Regions from separate parts of the Zea mays genome. Here region 2 is linked to region 1. The links are chromatin contacts, called in public Hi-C maps. All regions are on one chromosome and are shown on one strand. Each heading gives the region's core, a stretch centred on a gene start, on an enhancer-like site or on the middle of the called end of the contact. The rest is flanking DNA. Distances are from core to core; before and after follow the strand shown. Region 1 holds the start of LOC606457 (myo-inositol kinase). Region 2 holds the start of LOC541769.

The links. A called contact is a pair of places that touch in the nucleus more often than the background predicts.
Region 2: a Hi-C map of tassel shows a contact between it and region 1, with 6 times the contacts expected there. The contact joins the promoter of LOC541769 here to the promoter of LOC606457 in region 1. A contact is called at or near these places in 18 of 25 Hi-C or Micro-C datasets (bundle sheath, ear, endosperm and 5 more) and 1 of 3 datasets of contacts at active chromatin or transcription factors (leaf).

The regions. Positions count from the first base shown.
Region 1 is chr1:280,505,360-280,513,221 of Zm-B73-REFERENCE-NAM-5.0, reverse strand. LOC606457 (myo-inositol kinase) reads left to right here and starts at 3,544. Exons shown (of 2, transcript NM_001112320.1): 1 at 3,544-4,560; 2 at 6,054-6,604. The coding sequence starts at 3,616. The coding sequence ends at 6,248. It overlaps LOC100283483, which reads right to left. Exons shown (of 15, transcript NM_001156383.1): 12 at 7,539-7,627; 13 at 7,386-7,451; 14 at 7,252-7,297; 15 at 6,848-7,160. The coding sequence ends at 7,294.
Region 2 is chr1:280,667,654-280,675,515 of Zm-B73-REFERENCE-NAM-5.0, reverse strand. It overlaps LOC541769, which reads left to right and starts at 4,539. Exons shown (of 9, transcript NM_001305810.1): 1 at 4,539-4,783; 2 at 4,889-5,071; 3 at 5,192-5,289; 4 at 6,060-6,150; 5 at 6,230-6,433; 6 at 6,530-6,786; 7 at 7,061-7,151; 8 at 7,235-7,448; 9 at 7,533-7,862. The coding sequence starts at 4,667. The coding sequence ends at 7,747. It overlaps LOC100194389 (Transducin/WD40 repeat-like superfamily protein), which reads right to left and starts at 4,396. Exons shown (of 13, transcript NM_001139420.1): 1 at 4,004-4,396; 2 at 3,852-3,910; 3 at 3,610-3,690; 4 at 3,445-3,518; 5 at 3,283-3,365; 6 at 1,675-1,778; 7 at 1,182-1,321; 8 at 1,063-1,110; 9 at 889-941. The coding sequence starts at 4,320.

The sequences.
Region 1 (7,862 bases), core at 2,295-4,794:
TCCCTCGGACCGAGTGAGCTTCTTCTTCTCAAACAATTGGAACACAAAGTTCCCGCAAGGACCACCACACAATTGGTGTCTCTTGCCTCAATTACAAGTGAGTTTGATCTCAAGAAAGATTGAGAAAGAAAATAAGCAATCCAAGCGCAAGAGCTCAAAAGAACACAACAAATCTCTCTCACTAGTCACTAAGGCTTTGTGCTGAATTGGTAGAGGATTTGATCACTTGATTGTGTCTAGAATTGAATGCTAGAGCTCTTGTAAGTAGTTAGAAGGTGGAAAACTTGGATGACTTGAATGTGGGGTGGTTGGGGGTATTTATAACCCCAACCACCAAACTAGCCGTTTGGTGGAGGCTGCTGTCGCATGACGCACCAGACAGTCCGGTGTGCCATGGGACACTGTCCGGTGCGCCAGCCACGTCACCAGGCCATTGGGTTCCGACCGTTGGAGCTCTGACGTGTGGGCCCGCCTGGCTGTCCGGTGGTGCACCGGACAAGTCCTGTAGACTGTCCGGTGTGCCACCCGCGCGTGCTCTGCTCCTCTGCGCGCGCTGGCGCGCATTTAATGTGTTGCAATCGACCGTTGGCGCGAAGTAGCCGTTGCTCCGCTGGCTCACCGGATAGTTCGGTGTGCACCGGACATGTCCGGTGAATTATAGCGGAGTGGAAATCCGAAGCTGGCGAGTTCAGAGTCGCTCTCTCCTGGGGCACCGGACACTGTCCGATGTGCACCGGACATGTCCGGTGAATTATAGCAAAGCGCCTCTGAAAATTCCCGAAGGTGCGAAGTTTGGCTTGGAGTCCCCTGGTGCACCGGACACTGTCCGGTGGCACACCGGACAGTCCGGTGCGCCAGACCAGGGCAGTCTTCGGTTGTCCCTTGCTCTTTTGGTTGAACCCATTTCTTGGTCTTTTTATTGGCTAAATGTGAACCTTTGGCACCTGCATAACTTATAGACTAGAGCAAACTAGTTAGTCCAATTATTTGTGTTGGGCAATTCAACCACCAAAATCAATTAGGAAAATAGGTGTAAGCCTAATTCTCTTTCAGAATCCCTAGCTACAGTAACATGTACAAAATATAGAACCCTAATGGGCCAGCACACATACGACCCATAATACTCTAACAGTGAGCAAAAGAGATTCATGAGGATGTTAAGCTTTGGGGAATGGCAGGAGCAAAAGATATTAGACACGTGTGGCCTTAATTTAGATGGTGTGGGGTTGTTGCCCCCTTTCCCTCTTGTTTCTAGTTTCTTTTATTCTTCTTCTTCTCTTTTTTTTATTTTCTTTTTTCCTTTTTTGTCCCCTCATCTCGCTTGTTGCCTTTTCGGGCACTTTGTTTTTTGGGTCCACTTGGGACCTTTCTTTCCTCTTAATATAATGACGCGCAGTTCTTTTGCGTGTTCGAGAAAAAAATAAGTAGAATGGCTGGAAGCAGGTAAAGAAAAAGAAAATAAAATGTCCCCACAATTAGTAGGCAGGGAGGTACAATAGGGGGGCTACTCCCCCGCCCCATGCCATGCATCCAGCACTCCCAAACAGTCAAATCAAAGAAACAAGACCAATTTTTGTTCGACTTTGTGTGTGCTCCTACTGTAATGGGCTTTGGCCGAGCCCATATATTATTGATATAAATATTCTACGCCTACCCTAATTAGGGTTAGGGTTTCCTATTCCAACATGCTGATATCTTCGCCAAGGGGCTCCTATCCACGGTGCTATCAGAGTTTCTGTCCAGTCTCAATGTCTGTAATGGGTCTAATGGCTAGAGTTTGGGGGGGGGGTGGACTGCGTGTGCTCCTATTGTAATGGCCATGGTTCTTAAGGCGGTAAGGTGAGGCAAGGCATTGGACCACCACCTGGACGTCTAGGTGACGCCTAGACGCTTACTAAGGCGAGCAAGGTGACGCCTTATCAATCAGAGAAACAACAGAACAACATCATAGATGAGGAAGAAAAGGGAAAAGGAAAAAAGTGTTAGACTGTGTGTGTGTGAGTGTGTGTGGCCCGACACCACTGTTGGGATGCCGACCCATTAGGGTTAGGGTTGAGTCTCTCTATATATGTACCCCCACTTTATGCAATATATCAAGCACTTCACTATTCTACATGGTATCAAAGGGTTAGGGCTTCCTCCCACCCCACAGCCGCCACATCCTCCCTGCCAAAGTCCAGCCGCCACCGGCTTCCGCGCCGCCGCCCCGGGAGGCTCACCCATCCCTCCCGGGGCGACCCTTCTCCCCAGCCGGTCGCCAGTCTCTGGCCGCCGCCACCCCCAACCGGCAGGCACGGGCCCCCTCCGGCCGCCTCCATCCCCTTCTTCGGCCAGCGTCTTCCTCCTCCCCCAGCCGGCGAGCTCGGGCTCAAGCGCGCCCCGACCAGTAGGCCCGCTTCTCCCCCTTCTCCGGCGCCCGCGCCTCCTCGACTCTGCTACTGCTCCGGCCGCCGGCTGCTATTGCTCGATGTCGGATGGCGCCGCCGGCGCCCACGCCGAACCCCCTCCCTGGTGCGCATCCCGCCCGCGCCGCCCCTGCTGCCAGGGCCGCCCGCGCCAGATTTTCCGCCGCCGGCTGCTCCTGCTCCGGCCACCACCTCCTCCCTCCCCTCCTCGGCGCCCATGTCGCCGCCTCTCTTCCCCCGGTTTGACCCGGCCTCGGCGCTCTGCCTCGACGCGGCCGTGCTGCGCCCCCATCCGGCACGCCCATCACTGGGGCCCCCCATCTGCCGCGCCCGCCGCCGACGCCCCCATCCGCCGCGCCCGTCACCGGCAGCGGCGCGATGCTTCTCCCCGCTCGGTGGCGAGCCATGACTGTGCTCCCCCAGCAGCTAGGCCCCCAGCTCCCTTGTCGTCGTCTGCCTCTCCATGGCGCGGGCATCTGCCACCCCCTGCGGCAACGAATCTACGCGCCCCTCCCCTCCGGCTCCGGTGGCGCAACAGCGACCCCCTCCTCGATGGCTCAAATATCCCCGACCTGACTCTGCCAGGGCCTTCCTCGCCGGCGTCCCACTCGTCGGCAATCGCCCCTCCCCTCCCCTACCCGCTCATGCGCTATAAAACCATAGCTAAACTATTAGCTAGATGTGTTTAAATTCATTTAGCTAAAAAATAGATAGTAGCTAAACTATTGGATTATTCTGATACCTCTAGCTAATTTTAGCCGCTAAATTCTTTCTAACATGGTAGTCTAGTGACATTATTGGGCCTGTGTTCAAGCGCGATCATCATGATTCGTGATGACGAGGCAGAGGTACCTCTCCAGCCAGCCTCCAGGACGACAAGGCGACGACCTGGGATCTGACAATTCCAAATTCCAACGCGCTAAGCTGCCAACGTCGCCGCAGCGGCAGCACCTCAAACGTACGTCGCCGCAGCAGCTCAGACGTGCGCCGCTACCACGTGTCCTGCCGCACGCCCCGCGTCAGCGGCATCTGTAAAGCCGCTTGTCGCCGCCCCGGCGCCCACCCCGCCCCCGCGCTTTTATTCCCCACTTCACCGCATCTCCCCCTCGTCTACGATGCCGTTGCGCACCTCTTCTCTCTCGCCGCCCCGAGACCCCCACGCTTCCCTCTCCGCCCCCGAACTGTGGCGCCTCCCCCCGCCGCCGCAGCGATGCCACTCGCGGCAGAGCCCGACGACGCTCATGAGGAAAGGGAGAATCAGCAGCTGCTAATTACGACGAAGGGAGGGCCCGGGCTTGAGGGACTGGTGGTGGGGAGCTACTGCCACGATGTGCTAATCCGGGGCGGGCGCATAGTGGGGGAGACGCTCGGCGGGGCTGCGGCCTTCGTGTCCAACGTGCTCGACGCCGCTTCGCCCCAGGGCGCCGCGCTCAACGAGACATCCCCCTTTGTCGTTGTGGCCAAGGTGGGTCACGACTTCATCTACGCCCGCGCGCCGGCGTCCGCGCGGCATCCGCCTCTGCTCTGCTCGTCCCCAACCACCTCCTTCCACGCCCAGTTCTCGGAGACCGCCGCCTCGGCGCACGCCCCCGACCGGGAGCTCCGGCGCGTGCGCGCCTGCGACCCGATCTACCCCGCCGACCTTCCCGACCGCCGCTTCGCCTACGGCCTCGCTGTCGGCGTCGCCGGGGAGGTGCTACCGGAGACGCTCGAGCAGATGATCAGGCTCTGCCGCACGGTGCTCGTGGACGCGCAGGCGCTGATCCGGGCGTTCGACGGTGACGGCGCCGTCGGTCACGTGGCGCTTGGCGATACCCCGTACGCGCGGCTTCTGCCCCGAGTGGCGTTCGTTAAGGCGTCGTCGGAGGAGGCGCCATACGTTGGGGTGGAAACGACGAGGCGGCAGTGCTGTGTGATCGTCACGGAGGGGAGGGACGGCTGCCGGCTGTACTGGGACGGTGGGGAGGCGCACGTTGCGCCGTTCCCCGCCGTACAGGTGGACCCTACTGGCGCCGGAGACAGTTTTCTCGCGGGCTTTGCAGCCGGATTGCTGTGGGGGTTGTCGGCGACGGACGCCGCGCTGCTGGGGAACTTCTTTGGCGCCGCTGCTGTATCGCAGGTCGGCGTGCCCACCTTCCATCCCAAGATGTTGCAGGTTTGCACCATTTGACTTGTTCAGCTCCTTGTACACTCGGATTGGGGGAGAATCATTCTGTTCATGTTGATCAATTAAGTCCTTGGACATTTTTTTTAAATGTGTCACTTATCAGAGGCAAAATCATAGCTCTAACGGACTGCAGTGCAGGCAATTTCCAAATGATTGACCTATGCTGGAGTAGTATTCTGCTGTTGGGAATTTGAGGACATATTTGTACTAGTTGGACTAAAAATTATCTCAAATTAGCCAAGGTTAGCTAGCTAGTGGTGAGAACATGTACTATACTCCTATGCAATCACACTCATTTGGTGTAAACATCACTCATTTGGTGTAAACGTACAATGAAACCATCCAGAGCGTTCGATCTAGATCCAACTATGTTTGTCGTTTTTTGTATTTCTATACCCCCACATCACCCTTTATCTATTTTCTTCATGCCCTATATATTTGCTAAATATAGGAGGGTGGATATAAAAAACAATATACATCATTGATCTAGATTCTGGATGATTTGATTGCACGTTCGCACCCAATATGTGATCGCACATGATATGTCATCTTAATTTGGCCAACAACTAGTTGAAAATGTGTCTAAACAATTAGCCCACCTATTAGCCCTCTTGTTTGAATGCACTAGAGCTAATTTAAGTTAATTTTTAGCTAGCCAATGATTAGCTCTTGTATCCAAACAGGCCCTGAATAGATGTGATCTTTTCAAAATGTTGACTTCCGACGATATTATCAAGGGCTCAACCATCTGGCAACCATTTATTAGGGTGTCTTTGAGACTGAAGGAAATTTAGCAGCCATAAAAGGGCAGGCTGGTGGGCAAAAAAAAAAAGAGCCTTGGGTGGAACTATGGGGTATTAGTTAGAAATCAACCAGTTAATAAACCCTAAAGGCTAAAAATGAGAACAATGAGTATATGTGTCTCTGGTGAAGTTTCCACTCTAGTATGATCCTTCTACTTACGGTGTGTGCCTGCAAAATATGTTTTGTGGCTAGCATCAGCATAATATCTTGACCTATCACTTCTCATTCAATCTATGTAGATGGTTGCTTTGTGACTAGGTTGGTTCGAAGAACATATTCTAACATCCACGATATTGCCATCCCTCTTTTTTCTGAGAACCGCTGATACAGTTATTAATTGGCATACTCACAATTTTTTTTGCCACATTCAGGACCCCCCTCAAGATCATTTTAGGGCGGCCAATGTAGTAGCCTTAGAATCTGTTACCAGTTTCCGAGGTTAACAGTTTTTCATTTTTGATCCAGTTTCCAGGGGTAAAAATCTTGATTTTTTGTCAGAATAAATAGTTTCATATCCTTTGCTGCTCGACAGTTGAGCATTGTACTTGCATATAGAATTTCATTTTGTTAGGGGTATACCTCAACATCGTTGGCTTGTTATCTGGTGTGCTTTTAATGTTTTGTTCCTATGGAATCAATGATCTTTTTTCTTAGTTCAAGTTTTCGACTGGGTGCAGGCAGTTAAAGAAATACTTGAAGAGAAGACAAGGAAACGATCTAGTCCATGTATGAACGGCGCTAGTTTTACCTTGGAGAAGTCAAATATGCACAACGAGTTACACGCAGCTCTCCAAGAAGCTGCGGTGCTGATGTCTGAACAGCAGCAGGCTGATCCGGCGAACGGCAGTGGCGGTGATATTTGCTCGGCATAGGTACCTCACAGTGAAGCTGAAGCAGTCGAACGCCAAACTGAAGTTTGTGGCAAAATAACCAGCACTGCAGTCCTGAACTCCTGATCTCACATTGAGATCTGTAAACATGGTGCCAACAAGTGGAGGAAGTTTGTACATACGCTCTCTCCGGCCTTTACACTACTATTCTGCTGGCAAGGCCGTCAGGGATCGTTTCTACCTTGCTATCGCTGACGAGGAAATGAAGACAACTGAACAGTTGAGCTGTGGCGCTTGCACGCACCATGTTTTCTCCGCTGAACAAGTGCGCATTTTTGAGCTTTCGGGCATTCGTGCTGTTAACTTTTTACCATTCTATATGTCGACTTCTACCAAAAGGTCTAGCGTTTTTACCCTGACTGAACACAGGGAAATTTGTCTGACTGAACTGAGAAGGGCCAACACACAAGTTAGCGCGTCACCGATGTCTGAATTAGAGTTGGACTTCCGGTCACTGGAAAACAGAACCAATAGAAATAACAGAAATTATTCAACAATCTGGTGCCATGATAAGCTCTACACATATACACAATCCAGATTCAAAATCACTGATCAGTTAAAAAACGATTCACAACAGCAGGTGGATCATCTTGGATTCGGCGTTTAAACTTAATAAACAATGCTACATCCGTAACAAAAGGAACTCAAGTAATTGTGGCTGACACAAAGTCGGCCATATAAAATTTGAAGTTCTCCGTACTTTGGAGATAGGCATCCAATGTTACATCTCTTAGTTTGTATCTTTGCTGCAACTCTCCCATTGGAGCAATGAAGTTCCATAGCCCACATCGTCACAAAATTGCTTGACCTCAGGTATGCCTCAGCTGGTGTAGAAAGCTGTCTTAGAGCTGCTGTGCTTAGATGCCTGAGTTCAGTTTCGATCATTTGGAGGCCCTGAATGAAATGATTAAACGAAGCTGCTCCACTGGTTAACATGATAGCATACATAATGAAGCACACTAGACAGCCTAGCGAAATTCCTCACCGTTGTACTCTTACACAAAGCCACTGCTGGACCATATGCTTCCTATCTGTTACCGCACAGAAGGTGTTCAGAAGCAATGCAAGGACTGAATAGAACATGATCGTATACGTGAGTTGGCAGTACAAGGTGCTCACAGTTGGGCATCGGTAGATGTTCTTTTCGATTTGTGCTTTGACTTCTTTTCTTTCTTCTTGTTATGCCTGTAGAGATGGGTGGATCACAGAAATGAGCGTGGTTAGTTATAATAGCCATAGATGATGCTGGCACAGTGAAAGAAGAGAGCCTACTCGTCATGTGAGCTTGGATCCCAGCAATGTTTCAGCTTGCGGTCCACGTGTCTCATGTCTTTGACAGTAGGTATATTAAGCTGGTCGACCTGCAAGACGCACAAAGAATACAAAGAGAATGACGAAGTTACGGTAGCTATCAAAATATAGAAGACTCATTAATATGGTATGTAGCAGAGATATGCCCATATGGTTACAGAATGAAGATCAGAATCGGCATAGTAGAAGAGTCTTCTGCATTTTCTACCATGTTAATGACAGATGGGTTTTTAATTTTCTAATCTTTAACTTTTGTAGGATAAACTCATATTGGTTCACTAAGCC
Region 2 (7,862 bases), core at 3,290-5,789, 160 kb before region 1:
GGCATAGTAGTTCAGGGTGTTTGAATGCACTAGAGCTAATAGTTAGTTGGCTAAAATATTGATAGTGAAATTAGCTAGCTAACAAATAACTAGCTAACTATTAGCTAATTTGCTAAAAATAGATAATAATTTATAATTGCACTACTAGCTAGATTGTTTGGATGTCTTCAACTAATTTTAGCAGCTAACTATTAGCTCTAGTGCATTCAAACATGACCTTATTAATTGATGTAAAATATAATGGATTGGTATAAACACTGAAATATTGCTAGAATAATATATGATCAATAGAAGAACAGGCTTGCTTCAATTATGATGGCAAGTGAATATATCTAATTAACCTGCACTGGAAAGCAAGCTTACTACACCTAACCAATCGAATAGCTCATCTGTATAACCACTTAAGGTGGTGTTTGAATGCACTAAACTAATAGTTAGCTGCTAAAATTAGCTGAAGACAACCAAACAGTTTAGCTAATAGTTCAGCTATTAGCTACTTTTAGCAAACTAGCTAATAGTTAGCTAGTTATTTGTTAGCAAACTAATTTCACCAGCAACTTTTTAGCCAACTAACTATTATCTCTAGCGCATTCAAACACCCCCCTAAGTATGCCATATAGAAGTAAGCAACCATTGAAACAATAAACCATATCTGCCACAAGACGTCATAAACCCATGGCTGAAAATATAGCTATAAGATCTGCCCAAATGAAATATTTAAGATAAAATAAGATGACCAAAGAACACATTTTTCATGTACCAAAAGAAATAAACAAAAACTCTGATACTATCATATGAGATAAGGCCTTGTATGGAACCATAAAATCATTTTAAAAAATCCAAGAAAGAAACTGTTCCATAAAGGCAAAAAAAAAATTAAGCTCTTACTTGTAAACAATGTCCACAGTATTGCGAATATCCCAACATAATATGTACGGATCCTGATAAAAGACCAATAGATAATTAATACCATAGACCAAAAAAGATCGAGTAATGCAAGTTATACGAACCCTGAAATGCCCAATTGTAAGCTAACTGACCAAATGTTGAGAAAATAGGTACCTTGCGCCCTCCAGTATACAGATAGTTCCCATCTTTCGAAAAAAGCACCTGAAACTTTCATCAATGTTATCTGCTATTCATACCGTCCGTAAGATTCAAATATACAGTACTTTCACAACCTGTGTAACACCACCAAGCTGGCCATGTAAGACATACAAAGGCTCCATATTATTCTCTGCATACACAGCAGTTGTCTGGCTGTATGAACCAACAGCAAGCATCCCATTTTGTGGAGAGAAGGAAATTGAAGATATTATACCTGACATGAAAATGTGTGATCAGAAGCCAAGCACTTATAGAATAGTTTGAGTAATTTCACATGTCATACAAAGATAAGTTCAATAACACTAGCCAAAAGTGAGCTGAGTTGAAGCGATCAAAATCTATATAAGTAAATCTTAGTGCAGAGTTGTTGATAGTGCAGCCTCATTGATCATAGTGCTCTAAACAATAGTTACATAGACAAGGTTCTAGCAGAAACTTATTTTGGTGGTTTCACTGAATGTTATTGTTTGAGGAAAAACAATGTGAAGTACATTTCAAGAATCTATGATCAAGGATGCTTGGAAGCATGTCAAGGGCACCAAACTTACAACTGGAATTGTCACATACCAGTTGGTCCTTCACCCCCCTTGAGTAAAGAATACTGATCAAAGTCTCTGCCAGGCCGATGAACATCAAACACTCTTATAGCTTTGTTGTATCCAGCAAATAGCCTGTAAAATAACATACCCCCCATGAATAAATATTCAAGAAGATTTTAATTCAGTTTAATTCTTTTTTCTGAAACAAATACCTCAGTTTAATTCTCAAAGTTAGGCCACTAGCTTTCAGTTGAACTCTGAAAACGGGACGGGCGGATAGTAGGTCATCTCGTATCCTACCCTAATTATTTTCACTTGGATTCGGGATCAGGTTCGGGTAGTAAAAGTGCGGGTCAGATATAGCACAAGATCGGAATTATTCGGACGGGTAGAAAACGGATCAACAACATAGCCTTTTAGTCCCAAGCAAGTTGGGGTAGGCTAAAGTTGAACCCAACAAGATGTCACCAAAAAGAGAGAGAGAAAGGGGACGGGTAGAAAACATATATCAGATATTATTCAGACGGATACATACAGATATCTGATACTTGTCGGATAGTCTTTGAATTAATTACATGCTTCTAAATACTACAATAGTCCAATTTTATAGTTCATAATACGATGGCAATGTCTAATCACACAATAGTCCAATATAACACATAGTGATAGTTTTAAATTGGCAAAAAATAGTTTATATAATGTATGATTGAAGAACTCAAATCGCAACATCTATCTTCAATAATCATCAATTGTGAACATATTAGACACGTCGACACAATTCTTTATATGCGTTACTATCAGAATTAGCATATACTCCCTCTGTTTTTTATTTGTCGCGTTTTAGTTAAAAAATGAACTAGCGGACGACAAATATTTAGAGAATGGAGGTAGTATATTATATATAGGCTAATCAAATTACTAGAGGCGCCAATACTTTGCCTTAAAAAAAAGCAAATGATAACATTAATAAGCTATGGAGTATTGGAGTTACACATGTGATGTATAGTTTGTTACTTTGATACAAATTTGGATATTATTTCAATGATTTTGACGTGAAGATATGTTCAAACAAAAATGTGATGTACTACAAGGTTGTTGATCTCTTCAAGCTCTATGATTTTCATGTAAACTTTATCTTCATCCGAGTTCATATGTAAAGGTTATGTTTTTATAAAAAATATTGTGCAGAAAAAGGAAAGTGGGCATCCAAAACCCGAGTACCCATATCCAATCCAAATATCCAAATATTTACTGGGTAGTCCTCGCTTCAAATCCAACCTGAATCAAAAGCTACACTATACGTGTACTACCCATACTAAGTATAAAAATATTTGAATCCGTATCCAAAAAATGGATATTTGTATTATCCGTATCCGGTACCTGACGGGTATAGTGGTATACCCAACCCGTTTTCACCCATAGAACCCCATATGTTATCCTAAGACACCAAAGTATGATACTGACAGTAAGCATTACACACACAACAAAATGAGTAAAAGGCCATTAATTTCTTATACTGAGAACAAGACCTAACAGGATGCCATGACTACAAACAGTATGTTTCATGTATCAAAAAATCAGAATTTTTCCTTATGTAACACGGATTCAACTTAGAGTTTGAGTGCACCACACATACTTAGATCCTGAAGAATTGAAAGAAATCGAAAGTGCAGCAGTTATTTCATCCATGGCATCATATGCTCGGTATGTGCACCGGAGCTGCAATTCCCGAAACAAATAATCAGAACCAGAATTAATTGTGAGACATAACGAAACACAACAAGCGGAACAGTCTTACTTCCCCACTGGTGGCATCCCAAAGGTGTATCGGATGATCACGACTGGTGCTTGCAAATACACAAGTGGCTGGGTCTGCAAAACAATAAAAATGCATCAAATTCACTAATTGATCATAAAGGAAGAAGGAATATGAACATATGAAAGAAAGCAATTCATCACCCACCAGACAAGGACATACACGGGTACCAGCAGAAATCGTACACTGGCTCACCCTCGTTCGCCTGAATGAAAGCTCCATAAGAATCTGCAGGGGGGAAGAATTTGAAACTAACACAGCGGATAGGAAGTAGAGGACAATTGAACCAACAGAGACGACCAAAGGATCGGCTAAGCATTCATTGCCGGCATTTACATGATACACTCCCACAATCGTAACAGCAAACAACTCAAAAACCAGAAACGCACCTTCACTTTCGACAGCGGCCTCGGCAACGGGCTCCGCCGCAATGTACGCTTCCTCCGGTCTGTCGAACGGAAGAAGGGAATGCCCCTAGTTTTAGCCACTCGCCGCGGGCGCAAGAGAGAGCGTATCAGAAAAATGTAAGCGCGCGGCTTACAAGTAAAACAAGCGGAGGGAGTTATCGTCGGAGCTGGTGAGGAAGGAGGACCCGTCGGGCGACCACTTTACGCCCTTGAGGAAGTTCTCGCCGCTACTATTGCTGCCAGAGGAAGTGGCGGAGCGGAACTGGCGGGCGAAGTGGTAGAGCCGGCGAGGGGGGCGGTCGAAGCGGAGCTGGAGCCACGAGTACTCCGCCGCCGCTTCCATCGCCGTAGCATCGCTCTCCGCGCCGCCTGGTGGTGCCTCCTCCGTCTCGGTAGCATCGCTCTCCGTGCTCGGCGGCGCCGCCGCCGCTTCCTCCTGCGCCGCTGCCATCGCGCTCAGCTCTTCTCCGGCGAAGCGAAAGCAACCGGCGGCCTGGGGCTGGGGTTTCGACGGGTTTCTGGGTCGTTCCCATTTGGGCCAGGACCAAGTGCAATCATAGTCAGGCAGGCCTGACCCAAACGAAGTCGCAGACTAGGCCCGCAACGGCATCGTGGCCTACTGAGACTTGACTTATAGGGCCGGGCCCAATCCAACCCCACGTGCACGGCACGGCACGCGACTTGACTCATCTCTCCGGCCAGGTAGTTGGAGTCGCGAGCCCACTGGTGGTTGCAGTGTTAGATCCGTCCGCCTGAGCCAGAGCCAGAGCGAAGGAGTCAATCTCACGGCACGCGCCATGTCCGACGAGTCGCCGCCGCCAGCTCCGGCGGCCGAGAAGAGTCAGCCCGCCGAGCAGGCGGCAGGAGGCTGGGGCGGATGGGGACTCTCCATCTTCTCAGAGATCTCCCGCAACGTGAGTACCGAGTAGCACTTCGACCTGCTGGCTTCGTCATGCGCATATTTTTATTTTTACTCGGTGGGAAGGCCAGATTAGGGTTTCAATGAATTTATGTCCCAGGCGGTGGAGGTTGCTAAGAGTGCCATCGCCGACATTCAGCAACCGCCGGAGCAGGACACGGTACCGGGTAGTGGCGAGAAGGATCAAGAGAAGGAACCGGAGGGGGAGGAGGAGGAGGAGGAGAGACGCAAGGCGGCTCTGGACAAGTTGGAGAAGGCCGGTGAGGACTCAATCCTGGGCCAGGCAAGTACCTGCCTTGCAACTCTCTCAATATTGCTGGCATTTCTGGGCTTGGTAATGCCGGTGATAATGGTTAGTGAACTGCTGTTTACAATGTGTGTATGTGTATGTGGGTTTCTGCAGGGGCTGAAGGCCTTTGATAGCTCGGTGGAGACCATCACGACTGGTACTTGGCAAGCTCTTGGGACCGCATGGAGGAGTGGTTCACTATTTGTTCAAAAGTACACCCCATCTCCTTCAGTTTAAGCTGTTACAGCTAGGGGTGGTAATGAACTCTTAATTTTACATTATAAAATTTAAGGATCAGATCAGATTAGAGATTAGGATCGAGATCAATTTCTATTCATTTTTTAACTAAAATTACTTAAGGGCTTAAACGAATTGTGAAGAAACATTTGGATCGTGATCCATTACCACCCCTAGTACAGCCCTTGTGGATTGAACAGAAAAAAAAAATAGTTCAGTGGTGACAGGCACACCCTTGTTACTTGTCCTTACATTACATGAAACAGCCTAGATGACCTGGAGTTGCTTCTCCCACTAGTAAATCCACCCAGTCTGTTCTACTTATGAAATTGTGGATCTAGTTGGTTAAATCTTACAAGTGAGAACATGAGATACAAAACTGTATACTACATGTATTAAATGTCTCTAGTGCCAGTATTATGATGCCATTATTTCAGTTACTGGTTGATAAATGAATACATGGGTATTCAGCTGTTTGTGCACATGTATAACATGACATAGCGATGAGATTCTGTAAACATACTTTCCATCATAAACTTGGTGCTGTCTGTTATCCAGTAACTTTGTATGTCTTTTCTCAACTTCGAGCATCAACTATCAGCAGGTTAACCTTTGTAATGTCTTTTTAGTGTTAAATAGTTAGTATTGTGTTCATTAACAGTAACCCTGCAAGTGCCTCTCCTTGGATAAGTAACATGTTTGCTAGGTGTATTTATCTCTGACTATGTCATGGTTACTTTCCTAGATTGGAAAATTCAGCTTCAAGCTTGGCCGAAACCATTCAGCAAGGAGAACTGCCTGCAAAAGCATCTGCGATAGCACCGACCATTTTAGAGGTAGCTAGGAGTCAGTAATTGCATTGTCTCTACATATACGTGAAACAAATATTTTAATATCAAAGTTCAATAATCACAGACAGGGAAGTCATTTACAGCAAAAGGAATGGAAGTGCTTGAACGTGTTGGAAAGGAGACAATGGAGTTTATTGTTGAAGAAACTGGTATGGAAGTTGATAAAGGCAGTACCGGTGAAGGTGACCAGCAGACAGAAGAGGAACAGTTTGAAGAAGTCTCATTTGACAGATGCTTCTATATTTATGGGGGGCCTGATCAATTAGAGGTGATGTTTTGTCTTCCCATGGATATTATGTGTTTGGTCTTCAATATGCCCCCTTCTCTCTTAATTAGATGTGGTCTTTTTTTCTGTTTGTAATAGGAGCTGGAAGCATTATCAAGCCACTATGCATTGTTGTTTAATAGGAAAAAGGGGAAACTTAATTCTGACCAGAAAACATATTACGATGGAAAGCTTAAAGAAATAGAGCAGATTTTTAGTCTTAGCACCAATGCTGATGAAGATGGACCAGAATCTGACAAAGGGAAGAAGACTGAATCAGCTGACACTGATACTGACGCTGAGATGAAGAAGTTATGTGAATATAGTGTTCGCAAGGCTGCTAAGATGGCTGCAGGGTATGTGTATCCTTCATTACCATGTGGATTCACAACTAGTATGTTGGTACTTATATTTAGTTTTGTCAAGTATTGATGAAATCATGTCAATTTATAGAGAACCATTTTAGCATGTAGTTGACTAGATAGATAGCAACTTTTTAATAAAATGCAATGTATACATGATGAAAACAACATTACTTAACTTTTTGTGAGACATTGTCCATTCAAGTCGGCTCTAAAAATGTCTTCTCATTTAAACTTGAGACCGTGATTATATCTATCACCTTCGCAGGTTCACCACTGCCTTGGGTGGGCTTTCTCCAAACGAGATTATGAAACGAACCACTAGTAGGCTTGAGACCATTCACTCAGAGGGTGTTCATGTATGTACATACTATATAACGTGTCATTCATTGCTTATAAATTTGATATTTCTTTGAGGGGAGAAAAAACTCTTTTCTTGCAGAGATTATCGGAGATGTGCTGCCTTGCAGTTTCTCAGCTTCTGGTGCTAGGAAAGTCAGTAATATCTTCTGCCAATAAATCAAAGAATGAGGACGGTGAAAATGATGTTAAGATTGATTGGCCCGAAGATGCCATTTCAAAAGCCAAAATAATCAGATGGAAGGCGCAATCCATCTCTGTGGATATGGAAAAGGTGTCTACTAGTTTCGCTACAGGTAATGGACCTCTCATACCAAATTGATGACTCTATGTAGGAGGTGAATTTCAATTTTCACAAACGCCACCTCATTTGTCCGTAGGTATCTCGGATGTCGCTGAAGCTTATGCGGCAGCTATGCAAAGTGCTCTCGCCGACAAGCAGGACGACCTCCCAAATCAGAAGTCTTTACAGGAGAAGGTTAAGTCCATATCCATCCATCTCAACTCCGATCAGACCAGCGCTGTCAGCAAGCTACAAGATGCCCTGCGGTACCTGGCCTACGTCGTCGTATGCGCTTCAATGCCAAGTGTGTGATTGTGGTGTGTTCCCTGTCTGAGCATTTGCCTCAATCGTTGGCCATCTATGTACATTTGCGTACACGGGGATCCCTTCAGGCTTCAGGGTTGCAGAATTAGGTACCTCACTAGGA